2 separate regions of the Capsicum annuum genome follow, and region 2 is linked to region 1. The links are chromatin contacts, called in public Hi-C maps. All regions are on one chromosome and are shown on one strand. The core of a region is the stretch at or near the end of the contact, and the rest is flanking DNA. Distances in the headings are between cores, read along the strand shown.

Region 1 (2,707 bases), core at 67-2,566:
CCCCTTAACAAGACTCGTAAATGACTACATTATAGATGCTACTGTATTGTTGTATGAAAAGACGATCTTCTATTTATAAAGTTCCAAAGTCTTTCCTCCGAAAAAGAGATTTGCTAAATATGGAAGAGTTTTATATTTTCATTTAGGAAAAGTAAAAATAATTATGGTACTACTTTTATTTTCCTTCTAATTAAGAAAACTAAAGCTTAAATTTGGTTAAAAAAAAATCAGGCTAAAAACAACCCTAACACAATCTTCTATCTATCAACACAGGTATAGAGTGACCTTACCAACCAAAACTTAAAGCAAATAAAAAGAAATTATCTAGATTGTTGTCTGCTAGGTTTGAGCATCCTTATTAGTATTATTTTATGAGTAAAATTGTTTAAAAGTTAGATTCTACTTAATTAAGTATACATTTTTACATGTGCTCTGGACGTCACGATAAAGCAAATATTCCCTAACATGAAAGGTAAAAAAAAGATAGGAGAGCCAAAAAAATCCCATTATAAATGAAACCAAATGAAATGAGGAGCCAATGGACACTGCAGGAGCTTTAGGAGCAAACAAATTGCAAGAGTGTATCCCGTGATTGATTTTAAACTTTTAAGGGACCACTCATGAAAGGCTCTATTTCAAACACTTTTTTCTCTGTGACAGCCAGAACAACTTTGCTGAATCACATGTAACTGAAAAAAAAAAACTATATCAACCAGTATAGTCCCGGTTGAGTCTGGAAAGTGTGGGGTCTATGGAAAGAGTGGGTCTACAGGTGTATGCAAACCTTGCCTCTACCTTTGTGGATAGAGAAGCTGTTTTTAATAGACCTTCAACTCAAGAAAAACGTTTTTCAAAAACTGCCAAGATTTTTCTTTTAACGCAAGAAAGGCCCACGGATGGAGTTAGTATCTGTCTAGTATGAGGTTGTTGATACTTGAGTGTAAAGAACGATCTTTTTTTCCTAAACTTTGGTGAACTAAATTAGTACTTGGTATCTATGTTAGTGGAAGGCAGCAGGTACGGCTGATTAGTCAAATGCATGGAGATTAGCTTATACAACATCATTTTGTGTGTCAAATTCTGGTATCTTGCTATTTGAATCAGCTTTACTTCAGCCAGTTACAGTAAAAGCAGCAAACATGACATATTGGCTCCTAATTTTGCCGACAATAATACCTGCATATATATAGTGATGAGTGATCACTGACAATAAAATTTGATCAGGGAAGAGCCTAATTAAGGCTATTCATTCATGTGAAGAACAACAGGAAGAGCAAAGCGGCCCCTCCTGTAAGGTGGCTGATTTTGTTTGATGGAAGCCCACGGAACATGCCTAATTCAATTGAACTTGCAGAAAATGGACCTCACCATGTACAGCAGATGTTCTGTGTGAAGGTTCCTTCTTGAGTCTATCTACTAGAGACATTAAGGGTGCTCACCGGGTTGGGTATGAAAGCTATAAGCGGAGGCATGGGTCTTTCTCACGAAGATGCAAAGCCTGGAGATGAGTCTATTCCAAATTGACTGTAGAATCCTAGGTTTAGCTTTATAATACCAGGCATAGTTCCGGCTATTGCTCCAAAGTGATAACACCATCGAAAGATATAAGAGTCCAAGTGTGTGGCCTAAGCAGTCAGGGAAATTGGTAAAACCCATAAAAACACAAGGGTTCACATTTCTGTAGAGACAAAAAAAAGAAAGGGGGCAGCCCGGTGCATTAAAACTACCGCTATGCACGATGTCCGGGGAAGGGCCCCACCATAAGGGTGTATCGTACGCAGCCTTCCTTACCTTGCATTTCTGCCAGAGGCTGTTTCCAAGGCTTGAACCCGTGACCTTCTGGTCACATGGCAGCAACTTTACCAGTTACTCCAAGGCTCCCCTTTTGTAGAGACAAAAAAAAAAACATCAATAAATTACTTGGTAATTGTGCTGGTGGAAGGTAATTGATACCAAAGGAATAATCAAGGTGTGCACAAGCTTACCAGACACCGCTATTATCCACACGAAAAATAAAAGATGTGAACAAGAGAGGTTTTAGGTAAAGTCAGAAACTTAGGTTCAAGTGCCTGCATTTTTTGGCATTTGGTGTACATTGCTAAATATATGATTTATTGGATTTCTTCAGCTCCCTGCATCGTGTATGGACTTCATGATGTCCGAGGCCAACATAATGAGGAATAGCCACAAACAATGCAGAGAACTCTTCTAAAGCCCTATTCAAAAACATTAGGTTACTGGAGATGCAATACATATGCAAGTAACACAAAGTTACTGCGCACATAGAGGTCTCGGCACATGATGTAAAAAGAAAGAAAAGAAACAGGGAAATGAAAGGATTGAACATAGTCAAGCAAGAAATGAGAAGCCAATGCCATTACCCTCCAAATATTTTGTGAATGTGATGCAGCAACTAGTTACTGGCACTTCATAACATGCAGGTCTTGCCGAATCGAGTCTGGTATACAAAAAGCTGCACCTAGCTGCTCATGTTCTAATACCAAAAAAGTTGAGAGAGTTTGTAACAGACAGTGATTCTATAAAAAGAATATACAGTTTTTCCCCATCTTTTTACGCTTCCATTTAAATTCTACATAAGCTAAATAAAGAGACAAGAAAGCAGTAGAGTAGTTGCATCATCTGAAATAAGTTACTGGGCCTTAATAATGAGACAATAAGGACAAAAAGGGCTATACCTACAGTACAA
Region 2 (2,942 bases), core at 429-2,928, 41 kb before region 1:
CAAAATTCTTCAAACTTTTGCTGGACAATTCTCCAAACAACTTTTGCCTATAGAAATTAGCTCAGAATGCTTTGACCTACAATTTTTTATTATATACTAAGTAAGGATAAAAATTAAAAATCATCAAATTAGTGGACAATAATTAAGGACCATACTGAATGGAAAAAAAATGACATAAATATATACCTTAACTTGTCATATTTACACAAGTTCTATCCTTACAAAGTGATTACAAAAATCTCAACTAATTATGTATCATAATTGGATGTATCGGGAGCTAATTATGTATCTCGATAGACCCAAAATAATAAAAAATATAGTGAAAGCTAATTATGTATCTTTGTAAAGAAAAAATGTATCTTTATTAGATGGATTATGTATGACAGACTCAAAATTGAAAAAAAATATATCAGAATCTAATGTATCTTTATAAAGGAAAAAATGTATCTCAGATGTACTTATGTATGTCACCAGATTCGAAACTAAGATTTTCATTAATTATATAAATGTTTGGATTTTGTGTAAATAAACTCCAAACTACCGGGATTTATGTTGTTTGCCCGTAAAATGGAGGAAATCCATGCAAAGACTTGATTCCTATCTAAGGTTGGGCTTCTTGGGCCGGAGATCGTACTACTACTTTCCCATATTGACCCAAACATGGTGCCTAAATAGAAGTTTGAGTATCATTAAATTGAATAATTAGAAGTTCTGTAAACCCAAAGCAAATACAAGCTTAAGCCCAAAAAAAATTGGAAATTATCAATTCCCCCCCATTAATTTTTTTAAAATTTTAAATATATGTCATAGTACTTGACCTGAGAGATTATAATCAGGTACTCAATCATGAATAACTGAAATGGGCATCAAGCTTCAATTGTTAAACTGAATGAGCCCATAAATAATGGGCCGAGCAATTTATAATGCTTGAAGAATTTACTCGAATAGCTGCCCACTCAACTGTATAAGCTCAAAATAGCCGACAGATGTATAATTCATGTATAATATATATGTATATTATGTATGTTTAGTGTATAATGTATATATTCAGATAGAACACACAAATAGTGAATCTGACCGACTATCTGTGTAAAGAGTCCCAAAAACTTTGATGTAATTTCTTTGTGGTCCAAACATTAATGTATATTACTAAGCTTTATGGATAGCCATTAAATGGATTGATGACTTGATCAAATCACTTCAAATAATTTCTTTTGCAGAGTCTAAGAGGTCAAATTAGCTTCGCACATGAAGTGTTTGTAGTCCTCTTAAGAAAGGACAACGACTAATTAACTAAGCAATAAAAATTTTGTTTGTTTCCTATTCATATAATACTAACGTGTGGAAGCAAACAAAGTTTGCAAAATTAGAATTATTATCTTTTATGAGAAAAATATGATTGTAATGTAGGGTCCCTCTCAACAATTAGAGTTGCGTTAAATTTTGAGTAAACATTCATAATACAAGAAAATCAAGTGTAGGACCAATTGTACATTGCCCCTTTGACTTTTTCACATGCTAAAAGAGAAAAATCATTGACAATAATTGAGCCTTTTCACCTCAACTGCAAAATTCATGCCTTTTGGTAATGTTTGTAGCAAAATGAGACAATGGACAGGTTCATCTTTGGCATATGTGACACATTATTGGTACCTATACTATATAGTATAGTATAGTATAGTAGCAGAGAGATATATGGAAAATTATGTTTTGTGACCTTAGCCAGGGTGTCCCATGAGGGACGGGACAATTCTATGGAAAAAGCCCAACTTGGACTCTATTATACGAATTTGAATCCAATAATTGAGAAAATAATATCATGTGTACATTTACAATTTGGATTCAAAAAGGCCTTATTACAAAATAGTGATGAGGTCCTAACTCACACCGCACAAATTAGTTCAAAGCAGTGGAATTGTTCAAGCCTTAGAAGGAGTCGGGGATTTATCTCATTAGGATTGTGAGATTCTTTCTTCATCTCTTTGAGCTAATTATTGGGTGTGAGTTGTAGGTCCAACGGTGGCGCAATTAGAAATTTCATTAAGAATATGTGAGAAATAATTTATGACCTATATACCTCGTATATAATTTTTCAACGTAGCGTGTTTGACAAATGATCCTAAATTATATGTGGCTACGCCATTGAGGCCCAAATAGGGGCAAACCTACGTTATAATTTGGAACACCCACTAAATTCGACGCGGAATAGGTATAAGCTTAAATTTTCGTTTATATTTAAACAATATTTTTTTTTTTAGAGGAAGGTGTTTTGGGTTTTAGTAAAAGAATATGAAAATATTTGAGAAACTAGACGTGTTCGTTAGTACACCACAATTTTGGTACACGTCGACGAAACAGTTGTAATTTGACTAAGAACTTACACAGAGAAGGATTTGATGTATTCACTTGTAATAGAAACAAGTTAATGGTTCAGAAAAGATATTACGTTGAAAGAGTGTCGAGAATAATCAAATATTTTTTTAAATATATGCTCGAAGGTCAAGATTTTGTCAAACTGTACTGATTCTAAGATGGTAGTACAGATTTACTAATATAAAAAAAAATTTACATTTCTATGTTTGACAAATAGGAAAAGAAGAAAAATTAATGAGGGAAGTCAGTGGTGTCCGGATCATTCTTAGATGCCTTTTGATAATAAATACTACATTGACAATTAGTCGTGCATATATAAATAAATACATGATCCATGCAGGTCTTATTCAGATAATTAAAGAATGAGAGACGCAGTCATACAACTTATCTTAGCCTTCTTTGTACTCTCTAATCTATCGTTTAGACTCCTTCCATTTCAAATTACCCATCCTAAGATGATATATTAATTAAGAAAAATAATTAATAACATGTCTAATTTATCATAATACTCCTATTAAATGATATTTATAATTTAATTTGAAGAAAAAGTAATTAATGCAAAGGGTAAA

What was found. Hi-C and Micro-C count contacts between places; a contact is called where the count stands out from the background.
Region 2: a Hi-C map of leaf shows a contact between it and region 1, with 3 times the contacts expected there. The contact joins two enhancer-like sites. A contact is called at or near these places in 3 of 5 Hi-C or Micro-C datasets (bud and leaf).

Annotation. Positions count from the first base shown.
Region 1 is chr1:42,587,735-42,590,441 of UCD10Xv1.1, reverse strand. LOC107873418 (probable pectin methyltransferase QUA3) reads right to left here. Exons shown (of 8, transcript XM_016720267.2): 8 at 2,465-2,707. Among protein-coding and RNA genes, the nearest start is that of LOC107873407, 9.0 kb to the left of the region's middle. Within about 2 kb of position 1,316, at least 4 of the 5 cell types and tissues checked have an H3K27ac peak or open chromatin away from gene starts, as enhancers often do. A contact at or near this core is called in leaf, where this site is marked.
Region 2 is chr1:42,629,242-42,632,183 of UCD10Xv1.1, reverse strand. No RefSeq gene overlaps it. Among protein-coding and RNA genes, the nearest start is that of LOC107854341, 12 kb to the left of the region's middle. Within about 2 kb of position 1,678, at least 4 of the 5 cell types and tissues checked have an H3K27ac peak or open chromatin away from gene starts, as enhancers often do. A contact at or near this core is called in leaf, where this site is marked.